3 separate regions of the Mus musculus genome follow, and all the other regions are linked to region 2. Evidence: chromatin contacts called from public Micro-C and promoter capture Hi-C data. All regions are on one chromosome and are shown on one strand. The core of a region is the stretch at or near the end of the contact, and the rest is flanking DNA. Distances in the headings are between cores, read along the strand shown. Region 1 holds the start of Zfp108 (zinc finger protein 108). Region 2 holds the start of Bcam (basal cell adhesion molecule). Region 3 holds the start of Irgq (immunity-related GTPase family, Q).

Region 1 (2,700 bases), core at 194-2,693, 4.5 Mb after region 2:
GCCTAGGATTGATGAGGAATCTAACTTAGCTAAATATCAAAAATGAATCCTTAGAAGCACTTATAATAAAGTAATATTAAGGGAAAGCACACAGATCTGTTTACCAACTAAAGCATGGACATTGGAGCATTCGTTATTCAGGATGCCACAGTTCCAGGAGACTTTTTGCCTCAGGACAGTGCCCAGGTTTTTGGGGCCAGTTGCACGTGTCACTACTGGAGTAGATGTAGCACCTGCCCTGCTGATTTAAGTTCCACTTGCAACCTTCCAGGGACTTTCTATTGCCACCACTGAGAATGTGAAAATTAGGGGATAGGATGGAAGACAGACAGGGACCCCTACATTAAAATAGAACTTACCTGCAAACCAAACTGTAAGACCCACCACCCCATTATACTCAAATCCTAGGACCCTCTTCCCTCCTTATGCAGACTGGGAAGTAGAACTTGATATGTTTATAAAATGATAAATGGGGGTGGGGTGGGGTGGATACGTTCTATAGGGGTGTGGTGAGGTATGGGGGAAGCGGGTGCCTCAACAGGCCCATGCCAAGACATCCCTTCCCACTGTGGAACCAGCCACACGATGGTATAGTATAGAATAGAGTTTATTCAGGGCTTGGGGAGGGGAGTTTAGAGGGTAGTAGGGCAGAGAATGGGAGAGAGAAGTAGAGGAGAAGAGTAGAGGCTGGCCATGAGCACGTGGAGAAAGAGGGGGGAAGGTATGAGGGGACAGAGCAGGAGCAAGACGGGAAGAGCAAAAGAACAAGAGGACAAAAGAAAGAGGAGAGGGCAAGCAACCACTTTTATAGTGGATCCGCCTACCAGGCTGTTGCCAGATAATTGTGGGGAGGAGCATACCTAGGTGTTGCCAGGTAACTGTATGGTGGAGCTTAGACAGAATGTTAACCGAACTCACTAGGGCATCCAGAGCTTACCTATGCTAATCTGACTCAGGAACAGAATTTTCTATCCAGAAGTTGGCAAAACTTGAGACCCTGTTCCCCATAAGCCCCCTGGCTAAAGGGTTGAAAACTGGAGCCAGGATAGTTATGCCCTCTGGTCCTGTTACTGCACCTTCCTACAGCCAAGACAGAGACCTACCCTTTGAGATTTCTAAACCATGGGACTTAGCTGGTAGTCACTATAAAGGTCAATTTTAAATTTCTCAACGAAACAAGGCCAAATATGACTAAAGACTGTTGATTTTGTCTGGACCCACAACTTCCTTTCTAAGCGAGAGTGGTACTTTTACATTTCCCAAAAAGCAATTTCCACCGACCTCACTCTAGTTAAAATAGCTTGGAACCTTCTCGTTCTGGGAAATGTAGTCCCAGAAAAAGCTCCAGACCGATGAACTTCCGCCGAGGCATTCTGGGAATTGTAGTTCTGGAGCCATTAGCAGCTAAGTTTGCTTCAGCTCCAGAAGGCTAGGCTGCCTGGCAGTGCTTCCTTCCAGTGAGGTGAGAGCTTGGAGCATCCCGCAGGCCTTCTGTGCGCTGTGCCCCGGTGTGTCCTCTCAGGGACGAGTTTGCATTCCGGTGTGTCCTCTCAGAGACGAGTTTGCATTCCGGTGTGTCCTCTCAGAGACGAGTTTGCATTCCGGGGAAAAGCGGGGCAGCTGTGGCAGCGACCCGTCCTTTTTAACTGGGTTCTGCCTGAGGCCTCCTGCCCTGATTCCTGGACCCATCTCAGCTGCTGGTGGAACCCCGGGAGAGTCTAGCTTCCCACTGGAGCCTGGCAGAGAAGCTGTGGTGACAGATGGCCAGTGTCATAAAGCCTTAAGTGGCAACTCTTACTTTTATGTGTTTTTGTTTTGATTTGGTTTGGTTTTGCATTTATTTATTTAAGAGGGGAGGGTTGTGTCACAGCTTATGTATGGAGGTCAGAAGACAACTTGTGAGAGTCAGGTCTTTCCTTGCACCGTGTGGTGTTCAGGGACTCGAACTCGCCCCATCAGGCTCAGCTGAAGTCACTTCTACCCACTAAGCCATCTTGCAGGGCTTAGATTTCTATTGGTCATTATCTTCGTGCATGTGGAAAAAGAGACTCTGGAGGCTCTGGCAGGTCAATAATGTTTGCTAATTATGAAGCCTTTTAGAGCAGGATACAGAGAGGTTTAACTTCACTCCCATGTATGGAAACAATAACATGTAAGATAGCTGTCACAATTGACAGACCCTTCTGAGGCTGGTGGTCAGTCATGACACAGCATGCATCAGACTTCTGGGGCTGCTTAAACATTTGTGTTTTCTGGGAAACCCATCACCACAGGCAGCCTTGTGAAGGTAAGAGTGCCCAGCACCCCTGAAGCTTCCAGAAATAGAGAATGTGGTGAGTGAGTCTGGTAACCCGGAGGCTTAGTAGGAAGTAGGCAGAAAAGCCTGGTCAGCGCGCACAGCCCTTGGGGCTGATGGAGAAGCTGAGGAAGCCACGTGGACCAACTGTCCTAGCAGTGTTCTCACGAAGCCTCTCTTCCCCAGCTTGCTTCCCAGAGCCCTGCCTTGTCTCAAAGAGAAGAGAACAATGACCAAGTTACAGGTAAGTCGGGTTGCTTCCCCCATCCCCACAGTGGTAGGGATTGAAAACAGGACTCCTGCATGGCGGGCAAGTGCTCTACACAGAGCCTCTCTGAACTGCATGAAGGAAGAGGGGAAGTTGCTGAGAAGAAAGGTCTGGAAGGAGGAGGGATAAGAGAGGA
Region 2 (2,850 bases), core at 96-2,595:
GGCTGGGCAGGTTTCAGGAATGTGGGAGGGTCAGGCTGGCTGAGACCTGCCCAGCTTGGCGCCAGAGCCCCCTACCCGCCCCTTGACAACACCCCCCCCCCATCTCTTTACCAGAGAAGCTTGAAAAGGGTGAGGTGAGTCACCTGGGCAGAGGTGAGGCTGGGTCCTGAGGGAGAAAGGACTGGAAGTTTAGACAACTAGCTGCCCGAGGTATAGCAGGCTGCATGTGGGAAACACGGATCTCTGAGTCCTAGGGACCTGAGAACTTGGGTCTTGGATTCCTGTCAGGGTCTGGCAGGTAGCACGGTTCTTGCTGAGAATCTACCCTCTGGGCTGGCATCATTCCTTTCCCGCCTAACCTGGCACAGACTACTCCTGGGTTCCCACTCTATATCACGTTTGTGCCAGGAGCCTTGGTTCTCAGGCACCCACCTCTGGGCCCAGCCTGTCCCAGGGGAGCTGGTTGGGGGCCAAGCTGGTGCTCTGGACTGGTTGTGAGCAGCCAAGCAGCCAGATATCCTGTCTTCCCTGATCTCTCTTCACCCTGTCCCCAGTGTCCCCCCGCCCCTGTTTCTCCTCCCCACTTCACCACATGCAGGTGTGTGGATTTATCGGGGCCCTCAGGAAAGGGGCCCTGTCAGTCGGAAAACACTGTTCCACCTTCTCTGTCAGGCTCGGTTCTTCCGGCCCTTTCAGAGAGAGGCGGGTCCTTTAGAGGCAGCCTAAACTCTGAATTTTGGGGAAACCCTAACATTCTAGAAAGTGCTTTAACCGCAGGGTCCCCCGTTTCTCTGAGGAAACTCTGAGCTTAATCACTTAGAGAACAGCTCCGGGATGCTAATCTTCAGTATCTTAGCAGAACCTATTTTGACTATGGGGGAGGGGAGGGGCTGGACTCCAGTCTAAGGGACTAGGGGCTACAGATCCCAGATTCCAGGTACTCAAGGTTATTAGGGGTCGCAGGGCTTAGACTCCAGGATTCCCAAAGAGCTGGGGAGGGACAGCTGTCTCAGATGTGTTTGCTCCAGAGCTAGGGTATCCTTAGCTCTCAGATCGGGTGCACCCCAAGGCCTCCCGCCTTCCTCCCTACTGGGGAATCCCTAGATTGTGATCCCTGGGGAAATGGAAGCTTGTTCCCCTTGTCTTCTCGGGGACTCCAGGGGCCTGCCCCACAAGCCCCAACCTCAAGTTTCAGCTCTGCCCTCAGCCCCAAGTCATACCTGAGTAGCCCGACAGCAGGAAGGTGAGCCACAGCAGCCCTGCGCGGGCGTCAGGGGGTTCCATGTTCCCTGCAGTGGCGGCAGTGACTGAGCCCGGGCGAGGCTCTCCGCCGCCCTGAAGCTGGCAGCGGAGGCCAGGCCCCTGACCACGCCCCTGACCACGCCCACCCCATCCCCAAGCTGGGCGCAGGGCCAAGACCTCCCACTGCCCTGAGAGGACCTCCCACCCTCGCGCGCGCGGGGACCCGCTAGCACCGCCGCGCGCTGCTCCATCCAACCCACGCCTGCGGCTCTCCTCCTCAGCCGTGGGGACCGACCCTCCAGTCAAGCCTCGAGCTGGAATCTAAGGGAAAGCGCGCAGATACTCGTTCCCTTCCTTCCTGGCCACCTGCGGGGTCTTGACACGCATGCCCAAGGTGGCATGTGGCCCTCGACTGCAGGTGAATCTTTTTCCTAGTTTATTTTCTTTTTGGAGTCGGTGGCCCACTGTAGCTCAGGCTGGCCTTCTGCCTCAGTTTCCCAAGTACTGGGATTACAAGGGTGAGCCATCGCCCTGGTTTGTGAACTGTCGGTTTTGACCAGCGGTCCCTGATGTGATTAGTTGCCTGTGCTGGTCTCTCTTTGTAGTCTCTCCTGCATGACCGGCTCTTCCCTGAGTGCCCTAGGATGCCCTCCCCTTAGAGGCAGCCACCTTGCTGGGAAGCGCCCCTCCTCTGACTGAGCAGTGGCCTGGAACTGGTCAGGTCAATCTTTTCTCTAATGGGTTTTCAATTCCCAGTCCTGGTCGGCCTCTTTGGTGATGAGGTGGGGATGGGGTGCCCCTCCCTCTGCTCTGCTCTGCTCTCCTTGACTCCTTCACTTCCCCCCATCCAGGGAATCCAAGGAATGTCACCCCCCTTCCGCCTTCCTTCTCTGCCCGCCATTCCTTCCCCACCTTGGGGGGAGGGGAGGAGAAGTGGGCTGGCGCGTCGGCAGGTGAGTGGCTGAGGGAAAGAGCAGGCTGCTAGGACCGCGGGATGGAAGAGAGGGTCACAGGTCAAAGTAAGGGGTCACAGATCAGTCTACTCCAGGATCCTCACACGCCGAGGCAGTGTGGAACAAAATCCCAAGAATGCTGGATGGGGGCTGGAGAAGGAGGGTTCTGCCTCTGTTCAGAGGGTAGAAACTAGCCTGGGATACTGCTATGGATGGGGGGTGGTATAATTGTGGGTCATGCTGAGAGAGGGTCCTCCCCCTCCAGTCTCTGGCCAGTCTGAGGGTGACCAGCGTTGAGCTGCCCTGTGAGCCAAGGTTTTACCCATCAGTCCTAGTGGAAAGGCTTATGTTGTAGGTTTTGGCAGGGCTCTCAAAGCTGTTTTAGCATTCCCTGTCACAGGAAGCAATTGTGAAACCAGGAAAAGTGACCTTTGCGTGGGGCTCCTTCATCCCCTCTCCAGGAAGTCTTTCTTCAACCTTCTCCTGTCACATAAGTCCCTGCAAATCTCTGGACCCCCTTGTCAGCTCTACACGCCCAGAGATACATCTATCTCCTCTGTGTGACTCCCAGCCACCGTAAAAGTCCAGGCTGTCCCACATCTCAATCCCACCCCACAGCAGGCAAGAAAGGGTTGCCAGATGTATACTCAAAGGC
Region 3 (2,795 bases), core at 296-2,795, 4.8 Mb after region 2:
ACTCCTCCATACTTGGCATCGAATGCACCCAGTGCAGAGAACACTCAGTCAGGGTCACAGCTGTTATAAAGTAGATGTTATCATTTAAATTAAATTTCATTCAAGTCAAGTTTTCCCCTTTCGACAGCTAATTCCATAACTACCCCATGGAAGTGAGCTGTGATGCCCGTTTTGGTTTGTTTATTAAGACAAGATTTGTCTGTGTAGCCCTGGATGTCCTGGAACTTTCTCTATAGAGCAGGCTGGCTTCAAACTCAGTGAACGGCCTGCCTCTACCTCCTAAATTCGGGGATTAAAGGTGTGCTACCACCATAGCCCGTGTTGCACACGTTTGCTACGGGAAACTGAAGCATAGTCATATTGAAAGTCTAGGGGGAAAGTGGGACAAGAACCCTGGGGACTCATTCCAGGTAATGATATTGCCAGTCACACCCCACAACCCAATCTTCGCCTGGCAGCCCTTTATTCCTCTAAATGTCGTCCTGCTTCTGTTTGTGTGCCCAAATCAAGGGAAATAATTTTGATCATGAGAGGAGGTCATTCCTGGCAGGTAGTCACTGCGGCCACCTGTAGCAGGGCGGGGCGTCGAGATATGGAGGTCCCTTTAGTGTCTGTCACTCCTGCACCCAACCCCTCTTTCTGGCAGTACTCAAAGAGGTCGTCTCCTGGGCTGTCTGGACTCCATTCCTTGGGAGACGCTTGCCCTCTACAGTGTCTTCAGGGCGATGTTCTGATATGAAAGAGAGAGGGGGGGGGCGTGGCTGCCACCAACCTTAGTGGGCCTCGCTCTATTTTTTGACACTCACTGAACTCTAATGACACTCTCACTAGAAAAGCTTCAGCAGTCTCACATGGGAGACTCCTCGGGTTTGTGACACCTCGGTCTTCAAGCCCCTGTGTCCTCATCTTCACGAAACCGAATTCCCTCGAAGGTGGAACTCTTGGTCTTTCTTACCAGCCCCATCCTAGTTTCTCACGTGTCAACCATAACCCCCGCACAAGCAGTGGTGCTCACACTTGAGCCCGCCTTCTCCCAGGAGACATCCTTCTCTGACATTGATTACTGTTTCACCGTAGTCACCGCCGCCCGCGTTCACTAGTTCATTTCTGGATCACGCTGCTCCCATGCACTGCCTTCTGCTCTTAGTTCTTGATGGTCACGGACGCCTCTTGCTTTCCTCCCCGAAGACTGTCCCTTAGCTGCGCCTGACAGTTGGTCGCCACAGCTCTGCCACCGGACGAGAGCGGGATAGTTTTTCCTAGTCTCCAGACTCCAGTGATCTGTTGCACCACCATTGTCCCCGAGTCAGGTTCAAGGTTGCAGTCCGGCACTAATATAGTCACGGCAGGCAAGTCTTCGCAAGGGCAAGTGGAGAGGTCCTTTTCTGTACAGGGGTGCGTGATGATGACGTTGGTTGTGTGCTCCGTACAACGCTAAGCTTACTGCGTGGGCTCATCGCTTCCTGTCCCCCTTTGCCGTACAAACCCTGCACGTACTGCGCAGGCGTATTGGTTGCTGGTCTTGGTGGGGCACCGCCCCAAAACTTTCTGCGCACGCGCATGGGTTTTATTGTGCCTTTGCCCAAACAGCCTTAGCTAGAAAGAAGGAGCTGCCAAAAATTCTTCCTCTCCGCAGTGGCACTCCAAGACACACCGGTCTTGGAAGGAATGACGTCAGTATAGAGCCACCTGAAGGAGTCCGGATGTTTCTAAATCCGGACACTCCTGCCCCTTCAGCCTCCGTCAGCTCGTCTTAAGGGGCTGGGCCTCTGTGCTCTCCAGGCGTGTCACCTCTCTGATCGGTTGGTGATTTGGAATGGGGAGGGGAAAGACCATTCTCGAGTTTGGCAGTCAGGTTTTTGAGGGTTTTTGTTTTCCTTCTTCTGTTTCTTCTTTTTTAAATAGAGAAATGCATTCGTGTGGAGAATGGGCATATACCTGGCTCTCCCAGGAATAGGCCCTGGGGGTTGAGTTTCTAGGTCCTGCAGCGTGACACTGGAGAATGGAAGTAGAGGACAGGCTGGAGGACTGAAGCCTGGATCTACAGTGAATCAGTTAGGAGAGGGTGTTGATTGGTGTGGGGGAGTGCGACGCCTTTAATCTCAGCACTCTGGGAGACAGAGGGGAGAGGATCGATCTCTTGAATGTCAGGCCAGCCTGGTCTACGTAATGAGTTCAGGCCAGCCAGGGCTACACAGCGAGACGCTGTCTTAGAAAAGAAGCAAACAAAAAGTCTTACGTGCTCCCTGACCAATTTCTTTCCCCGCCTCTTGCTTTCCAGCAATGCCTCTGCCTCAGGGTGACGTGACTGCCTTATTCCTGGGGCCTCCCGGCTCGGGAAAGTCCGCCCTGATCGCCGCGTTATGCGGTAAGAATGTGGACACGGTAGAGATTCCCGATGGACGGCAGGACTCTGGAGTCCCCAGCCTGAGAGCTGCGGCTCCGGGCCTCTTCCTGGGTGAGCTGAGTTGCCCACCCGCAGCTCCCGGGCCCTGGGCGGCGGAGGCCAACTTGCTGGTATTGGTGCTACCAGGATCTGAGGGGAGCGAGGAGCCCTTGACCCCAGCTCTGGGAGAGGCAGCGCGAGCCGCCCTGGCTAGAGGAACCCCGCTGCTGGCTGTCCGGAATCTGCGCCCTGGAGATTCCCAGAATGCAGCTAAAGCCCGGGATGAGACTGCAGCCTTGTTGAACAGTGCTGGGTTAGGAGCTGCGCCTCTCTTTGTGCCGCCGGCGGATTGCAGCAGCAGTGACCGCTGCGAGGAGCTAGAGCGCCTGCAGGTGGTGCTGCGGACCCA

The links. Promoter capture Hi-C pulls out the DNA fragments that hold promoters and counts their contacts. A called contact is a pair of places that touch in the nucleus more often than the background predicts.
Region 1: a Micro-C map of embryonic stem cells shows a contact between it and region 2. The contact joins the promoter of Zfp108 here to the promoter of Bcam in region 2. A contact is called at or near these places in 1 of 39 promoter capture datasets (cranial neural crest) and 1 of 484 Hi-C or Micro-C datasets (embryonic stem cells).
Region 3: a promoter capture Hi-C map of the HPC-7 cell line shows a contact between it and region 2. The contact joins the promoter of Irgq here to the promoter of Bcam in region 2. A contact is called at or near these places in 3 of 39 promoter capture datasets (the HPC-7 cell line, cranial neural crest and second pharyngeal arch cranial neural crest).

Annotation. Positions count from the first base shown.
Region 1 is chr7:24,253,351-24,256,050 of GRCm38.p6, forward strand. Zfp108 (zinc finger protein 108) reads left to right here and starts at 1,444. Exons shown (of 4, transcript NM_018791.2): 1 at 1,444-1,572; 2 at 2,483-2,540. The coding sequence starts at 2,526.
Region 2 is chr7:19,769,187-19,772,036 of GRCm38.p6, forward strand. Bcam (basal cell adhesion molecule) reads right to left here and starts at 1,346. Exons shown (of 15, transcript NM_020486.2): 1 at 1,221-1,346. The coding sequence starts at 1,284.
Region 3 is chr7:24,529,103-24,531,897 of GRCm38.p6, forward strand. Irgq (immunity-related GTPase family, Q) reads left to right here and starts at 1,546. Exons shown (of 3, transcript NM_153134.3): 1 at 1,546-1,802; 2 at 2,282-2,795. The coding sequence starts at 2,284.